Regions from separate parts of the Oncorhynchus mykiss genome. Here region 2 is linked to region 1. The links are chromatin contacts, called in public Hi-C maps. All regions are on one chromosome and are shown on one strand. Each heading gives the region's core, a stretch centred on a gene start, on an enhancer-like site or on the middle of the called end of the contact. The rest is flanking DNA. Distances are from core to core; before and after follow the strand shown.

Region 1 (4,023 bases), core at 756-3,255:
CTCTTTCTTTTAGCACTCTCTCTCTCTCTCTCTGGGTAATTCTCTGACTGGCTCTGCTTAATGTTTTCTATCACTCTCTCCCTCCTCATCTTCACCCACCCTGCACATTCACATCACTCACTGTTTCTCCCTCTATTTCTCTTGCACTCTCTCTCTCTCCTTTTCTCTCATTGTCCTCCTTGCCTTGTTTTCTGTATTTCCAACCATTTTTCTCCCTCTCCTCTCACACTCACTCAATCAACAAAACAAGTCTTACTGGAAAATTACAGTTGGCCCAGAACAGAGCAGCACGGCTGGCCCTTAAATCAACACGGAGGGCCAATATTAATAACATGCATGTCAATCTCTCCTGGCTCAAAGTAGAGGAGAGATTGACTGCATCACTAGTTTGCCTTTGTGGGAGGTATTCACGTGTTGAAAGCACCAAACTGTCTGTTCAAATAGCTAACACACAGCTCAGACACGCATACATACCCCACAACACATGCCACCAGGGTTCTCTTCAAAGTCCCCAAGTACAAAACAGACTCTAGGAAATGTGCAGTACTACAGAGAGCCATGTCTACATGGAACTCTCTTCCACATCAAGTAACTCAAGCGAGCAGTGAAATCAGATTGTACATTGTAATGTTGTGGTATTGTGGATTTTATATTGTACATGTGTATTAATAGATTAATAATATAATTACGTCTTGTATGATGCGTTGTTTTACGTAGGATGTAGGCTGTTTCATTTGATTTATTGTGATGTAATTGTTTTATCGCTGTTTGAACGCTAGGAAGAGTACTTGGCAGTAGCTAATGGGGATCCTAGTAAATACAATATACTAAATACTCAATTATAGCAATACATCTGTGTCCCTCTTCACCCATCTTCCAGCCTTTCTGCCACTCCATATCTGTTTTTACACTCTCTCCTCCTTCTCTCTACCTGATTCTCACTTTCTTCCTATCGCTCTCCCTCCCTCAATCTCTACCCCTCCCTGGCACAGCTGAAACCCTACTCTCTGCTCTGCCTGTGTGTGTGCCTACTCCCCTGCCTGCCTGGTATCACCATGGTGACGGGTTGGTGCTATCCTACCCTGTCTCTTCTTGGCAGGGGTACAGGTTCTGGGCCGACTGTGCAGATTGTGCCCCAGTCCCCAGGCCACCATGCAGGCTCTGACGCCACCGGTCCACACTGACCCTGCCAGCTTCCCCATATTGAGTCCACATATGGGCCTCATCTATAAGACATACAGGCCTGGAGGTCCCACTGTTCTACAGATACAAAATGAAACCACGCAGCCCTTTCCAGGTCCAGAAAATATTAGTACAGCTAGCAATTCAGAGTTAGCTCTCACTAAGGCGTAAAGACTGCCAGACTAAATCAAAGCATCATGTTATTTAATAGCAGTTCAATCAAACTCAAAATCACGGTTAAAGTGGTTTGATTGAATATGGCACCTCGCAAAGTATTACCACTCATAACAAATAGAGAGATACGTGATCATGTGCAAACGCAAGCAAGGTTTGAAATGATTATGTTTTAGTGAAATATTATATAATGTTTGAGTTTCTTGCAGTCAATTTGAAGTCTACAAATTATTAGCAATTATGTTCCTGGCCCCCTCACCATCCGCTCATGAAAAAATCGGTCCAGCGGCTGAATTTAGTTGATGATCCCTGCTGTAAATGTTATAAGTTTTACTTAGACATTATGACCAATCCACACCCCTTCTGCAAATCGTCATGACCATGTTAGAGCAGATGATAGCAGAACAGCCTATTAGGTAATACAGGCATTTGCACACAACAAGTCACTGTTTGCTTTTCAAGTGCTCCTCATGTTAACTAAAAATAAACACCATGGCATTTTTCTGCTCTAATATCGTCGCTGTCAGCCGTCTACACCAGAACTCGAGATCTCCTCTTGGGGGCATACGTAGTTGTAGTCCGTATCCGGGAGGTCTGCCCTAGCGAAAAGAACAGTGTTCGACGGGGAATAAAACTACTCTACCCAGAAACCCCAACGCTCAGCCACAAGCTGGCTTCTTGGGCTTCGGGAGTGTTTCCCATTTAAACAAACACAGCGCTGAAGATGGCGGAGAGTTAATAGCGAAACGAAGAAGATATCGGTGCGCTCACAGAGATACATCGATTTGGTGAGTTTACGACGTTTTCCCCTTTACACGTTCCTTCTATACCAAGCTCGGTTTTGCGCACGAATGGCATTGTCCGTCGTTCGGTTGGACGGACTTTGTTGTCCACTAATGTGTAGTAGGACTCTATACACTCTTCATAACACAATACAGGTTGGTGCGCCGCACACACGGGCACTGTGCATATTCCCGTTTATTTTGACAGCAAATGAAAAGTATAACTCCAGGTCCAAGCCAAGGTCATGGATTTTGGTTTGGGTATAGCGCGCTGAACCCTATGGTCTCTGGCATAGTGGCTTTGAACCTATTAATGGTCATAGCCGAGGAATTGAAAATAAAGTGCCCTTTAGTTTGGAACTTGAAGGGACACATTTTCTAACTTACTAAGAGGACAAGGTTGAGAGAGAAAAAAAGTGCTGTTTATGTTCTGGCACACTTGGCGCGGACGACACGACATAAATGACAGTATTTTCTGACTCGTAAACTAGCCTAGGACATGTTGCTTTCATTCGGTAAGTTCATGTCGCCCGGCGGCGCAGGGGTAAAGTCTAACCAAGTCAAATGTAAATGCGCTCTATCTCTCTCCCTCTCTCTCTCTCTCTCTCTCTCTCTAGTTCTCTCACTCACACACCTCTAGTCAAGGTTTACTTCACCGAAGGAGATTTAACTTTACAGCGAAGCCTTGCTGTGTGTTGCTCCATTATTACATTGTTATTGCTGCTCGAGTTTGTTACATGGTGTCAGTGTATGTCGGTACGTCGCAGCCTACGTGTGATACCCATCCTACTATTGATACACTGTAGCCAGCTGCAAATGTTGCTCGTCTATGTTCAAGTTAGATACAGGGCCACCCAATCAGATTGAATTTGTTGTGCTCTTTAATTGTCATTGTTCCAAACAGGGAAGGATTTGTCTTTTTACCTGAACATGCAAACATCATCAGATAGAATTTCTAGCAAGTGGTGCACTGGGTTCGTCAGATTTGATGAAACGGAACTGGGATGAATTCTCTTACAGGTTGGCGTTGCCCAAAAATATTGAACTGAAAGCGACACCCCCAATAAGCCACGAATATGACTGCACTGAGGCGTATGTCACAGTGCTTCTATGGCGTTATGCACCGTGTCACGGACTGTTTCATTTGTTCATTTAGCAAACAAGACAGCTCTTAATCCAGTTCCGTTGTCACAGCCATCACACAGAGTTATGGCCTATTTTAGCTTTAAAAAAAGGCAACATTTTGGTAAAATGTGTAGAATAGCACGAGTTTCCATATAAAACGGCAAATTATCCCCCGCCCCCCACTGGTTCCTTGCACAATGTTTGAAGAATCAACGGAATGATTTGAATAAAAAATAAACAATGTCGCTAGTCTGTGTGTGTTGTCAAATGTTGACTAAGGGAGTACATTCTAGTGAATTTAATGTTTAATGTTTATTGTTGCTCCGTCATTTAGTCCATGAAGCCCATCGCTGTTGGAGAAGGGGCGACGGGGAAGGGTTGTGATAGGTCATAACTCTGTACATGGATACTTTTAGGAGGTGTACACTGTGCAGAGATGTGATTCTGGTTCACATGATAAGGGTCCGAACGCCAATAAGGGACAGACGTGCGGCGTGCAAGTCAGACAGTGCTCTCCCAGGATACAGTAGACAATGTGCAGATAGTGTCGATGTTTCCTTTACCCGAGCCCAACGTGGTTCGTTTAATTTCCCGTCTCACATGTATGTCAGTGTCATCTTAGACTTTGCTGCAACTTGCCGTGTGTGTGTGTGTGAAATAGTTCATCTACTCTAAAGGTCCTGTCTTTCATGACCCTCCCCCAATCCCTATTTATATAACCATCCTCTTGCATAGTTATCTTACTTGAATTATTATAGAA
Region 2 (4,023 bases), core at 571-3,070, 110 kb after region 1:
TCATTGGCTGTTGGCAAGGGGTTCCGCTAGTGGAACGGGGTTAGCGGAACCCCAGTCCTAGACAGGTTAAGAATGATGGAGGCCACTGTGTTCTTGGGACCTTCAATGCTGCAGACAGTTTTTGATACCCTTCCACGGATCTAGGCCTCGACCCAACCCAGTCTCGGAGCTCTACGGACAATTCCTTTGACCTCGTGGCTTGGTTTTTGTTCTGACATGCACTTTCGACTGTAGGACGTTATATAGACAGGTGTGTGCCTTTCCAAATCATGTCCAATCAATTGAATTTGCCACAGGTGGACTCTAATCAAGTTGTAGGAAATCTCAAGGATGATCAATGGAAACAGGATACACCTGAGCTCTGAATACTTACTTAAACAAGGTATTTCAGATTTGTTTGTGCAAAAATGAATAAAAATGTGTTTTTGCTTTGTCGTTATGGGTTATTGTGTATAGATTGATGATGAAAATGTGTTATTTAATCAATTTTAGAATAAAGCTGTAACTTAACAAAATGTGGAAAAAGGGAATGGATCTGAATACTCCCCGAATGCGCTGTATATTTGGCCTGGCGAAGTGGTTTTCTGCGATGATTGAATGGAAGCTGATAATTATGTTTTTTACTCGGCTGGTCTCAAGTCAATACCGAGTACCGAGACACTCATGTGTGAGACTGGTCTCGAGTACTACAACACTGACTTTTATTGTACTTTTGAGCGCGTTTCATTCCCCCATTAGATTGGCACTGGCTGGGGTACCAGCATGGAGTAGCAGGCTGAAGTTGGTCCAAGCAGACACTGATCTGAGGTCAGTTTAGTGTCCTAGATCTATCAGAGCCTAATGGAGTGGGTGGGAGGTGGCATGAACTGAGACAGAGACTGAGGCTGGGGGAGGTGACAGTTGGTCTCTGCCACCTCGACAGAAAGGGGAAGAGGGTACAGCTGGCGGTGACTTGCTGGAGACTGGTTGCCATAGTTACCGGAAGTGAATAATGAAGTGGCATTGGGTTTCACTTTTTACCCCTCTGTCTGTTTCTTTCTTTCTCTCTATTTGTCCTCTTTCTCTTTCTTCCTTTCCCTCTTACACTCTTTCTCTCTCTGTCTCTTACTTTCTCTCAATCGCTTTATCTTTCTGTCTACCTCTACCCTTGTCTTTCCTCTCTCCGACGTTATCCTGCACTAGTTCACTCGCTCCTCCTCCCTCCTCCTTCCAGCTTGCCATTTTGGCCTCCTCTGTATTTCAGTCCAATAAAGTGTAGCATCCTCAGGTTGCTCCTAGCATCTTAAGATATTGAGGAAACCACTGGAGCGTATCCTCCTCTCTCTCCCTCCCTCCCTCTGCCCTACCCCTCTTCCCTGTCTACCCCCCCCTCTCCCTTGCTCTACCTTTCTGTCTCTATCTCTCCCCCACCTCCCCCTCACTCTGCCACCCCCCTCTTCTCTCTCTCTGTCTCTCTACCTTCAGAGCGGAGCTGGCGGCAGGCAGGCAGCAGTGGCTGTGTTTCTTTGTGTTGGCTCTCTCTCCCCCCTGGGACCTAATCAGATGGAATGATTCCTGTAGCCCAGCTCCAGACAGCCTCAGCATTAATACTGCTGCTGCCTGGTGCCTGCCTGGGTCTCTGCATGCATGCCATTCAGCGAGTCCCTCTAGAGTCTCCCGCTGAATATAAAGCATGGAGGCGGGAAGGAAGGAAGGATTTTACCTAGTGCACAGCGTACACTACACTACACTGCTCTGGTCTACACCCAGCCATGGCCTGGTCTCAGCCCCATCGCTCCTTAGAGAAGCCTGCATATGGATGTTGCTCCCCTTACCTGGTGCTTTGTGCGGAGGGGAAAATGAGAAACGCTGACCCCTGGTGGTTGTTGGAGCTCTAATAAGTGGATTTGAATGTTGAGTGACACAGATCTGTGTTTAGTGTTTACGCCTTTCACAGCGCTGCTCTTCACACTTGAAATGTTTTCTTATTCGCACACACACTTATACAGAAGATGTTTGTTACTTTGTACTTGATTGTAAACTGAGGTACACTACCGTTCAAAAGTTTTGGGTCACTTAGAAATGTCCTTGTTTTTGAAAGAAAAGCACATTTTTCGTCCATTAAATTAACATCAAATTGATCAGAAATACAGTGTAGACATTGTTAATGTTTTAAATTGTAGCTGGAAACTAGATTTTTTATGAAATATCTACATTTGCGTACAGGCCCATTATCAGCAACCGTCACTCCTGTGGCACGTTTTGTTAGCTAATCCAAGTTTATCCTTTTAAAAGGCTAATTGATCATTAGAAAACCCTTTTGCAATTATGTCAGCACAGCTGAAAACTGTTGTGCTGATTACAGAAGCAATAAAACTGGCCTTATTTAGACTAGTTGATGATCTGGAGCATCAGCATTTGTGGGTTCAATTACAGGCTCAAAATGGCTAGAAACAAATAACTTTCTTCTGAAACTCAGTCTATTCTTGTTCTGAGAAATGAAGGCTATTCCATGCGAGAAATTGCCAGGAAACTGAAGATCTCGTACAACGCTGTGTACTACTCCCTTCACAGAACAGCGCAAACTAGCTCTAACCAGAATCGAAAGAGGAGTGGGAGGCCCCGGTGCACAACTGAGCAAGAGGACAACTACATTAGAATGTCTAGTTTGAGAAACAGATGCCTCACAAGTCCTCAACTGGCAGCTTCATTAAATAGTACCCGTAAAACACCAGTCTCAACGTCAACTGTAAAGAGGAGACTCCGGGATGCTCCGGGAGTTGCAAAGAAAAAGCCATATCTCAGACTGGCCAATAAAAATAAAAGATTAAGATAGGAAAAAGAACACAGACACTGGACAGAGGAAGATTGGGAAAAAAGTGTTATGGACAGACAAATCTAAGTTTGAGGTATTCGGATCACAAAGAAGAACATTCGTGAGATGCAGAAAAAATGAAAAGATGCTGGAGGAGTGCTTGGTGGAGGCAATGTGATGGTCTGGGGGGGGGGGTGCTCTGGTGGTGGTAAAGTGGGAGACTTGTACAGGGTAAAAGGGATCTTGAAGAAGGAAGGCTTTCACTCCATTTTGCCCCATGCCATACCAACACCACACCAACACCATGCCATACCCTGTGGACGGCGCTTAATTGGAGCCAATTTCCTCCTACAACAGGACAACCCAAAGCACAGCACCCCCAACTATGCAATAACTATTTAGGGAAGAAGCAGTCAGCTGGTATTCTGTCTATAATGGAGTGGCCAGCACAGTCACCGGATCTCAACCCTATTGAGCTGATGTGGGAGCAGCTTGACCGTATGGTAGTGTGCCCACCAAGCAAATCCAACTTGTGGGAGGTGCTTCAGGAAGCATGAGTTTACCTCAACAATGTAGAATGCCAAAGGTCTGCAAGGCTGTAATTGCTGCAAATGGTGGATTCTTTGACGAAAGCAAAGTTTGAAGGACACAATTATTACTTCAATTAAAAATCATTATTTATAACCTTGTCAACGTCTTGACTATATTTCCTATTCATTTTGCAACTCATTTCTTTCATTTTCATGGAAAATGTCTAAGTGACCCCAAACGTTTAAACGGTAGTGTATATCTGACTGAACGCTCTCCTTCCTTCGTCCAGGCAAAGCGTCCTCCAACGATGACGATGTTCAGAAGTCAGATGTGTCCTCCACGGGACAGGGGGTCATCGACAAGGACCACCTGGGGCCGCTCCTGCTGCAGGTGAGGTCAAAGGTCACGACTCTCCTCTTTGATTGGCTGTCTGTACCGTCTGGCCTCTTATTGGCCTGTTGTACTGACTCTTCATGTGTTCACCCTCTGTCCTCAGGCCCTGGATGGCTTTTTATTTGTGGTGAACCGGGAGGGCAGCATTGTGTTTGTCTCTGACAACGTGACCCAGTACCTGCAGTACAAACAGGAGGAGCTCATCAACACCTCCGCCTACAACATCCTCCATGAGGACGACAGGGAGGAGTTCCACAAGAACCTGCCCAAGACCAACGGTACGACACGCACGCACACACTCACGC

The links. A called contact is a pair of places that touch in the nucleus more often than the background predicts.
Region 2: a contact with region 1 is called in a Hi-C map of blood, with 7 times the contacts expected there. The contact joins the enhancer-like site here to the promoter of LOC110531165 in region 1. A contact is called at or near these places in 2 of 3 Hi-C or Micro-C datasets (blood and liver).

Annotation. Positions count from the first base shown.
Region 1 is chr9:39,109,350-39,113,372 of USDA_OmykA_1.1, forward strand. LOC110531165 (nuclear receptor coactivator 3) reads left to right here and starts at 2,006. Exons shown (of 23, transcript XM_036987940.1): 1 at 2,006-2,144.
Region 2 is chr9:39,218,576-39,222,598 of USDA_OmykA_1.1, forward strand. LOC110531165 (nuclear receptor coactivator 3) reads left to right here. Exons shown (of 23, transcript XM_036987940.1): 6 at 3,615-3,715; 7 at 3,822-3,996. Among protein-coding and RNA genes, the nearest start is that of LOC110532020, 20 kb to the right of the region's middle. Within about 2 kb of position 1,821, at least 6 of the 11 cell types and tissues checked have an H3K27ac peak or open chromatin away from gene starts, as enhancers often do.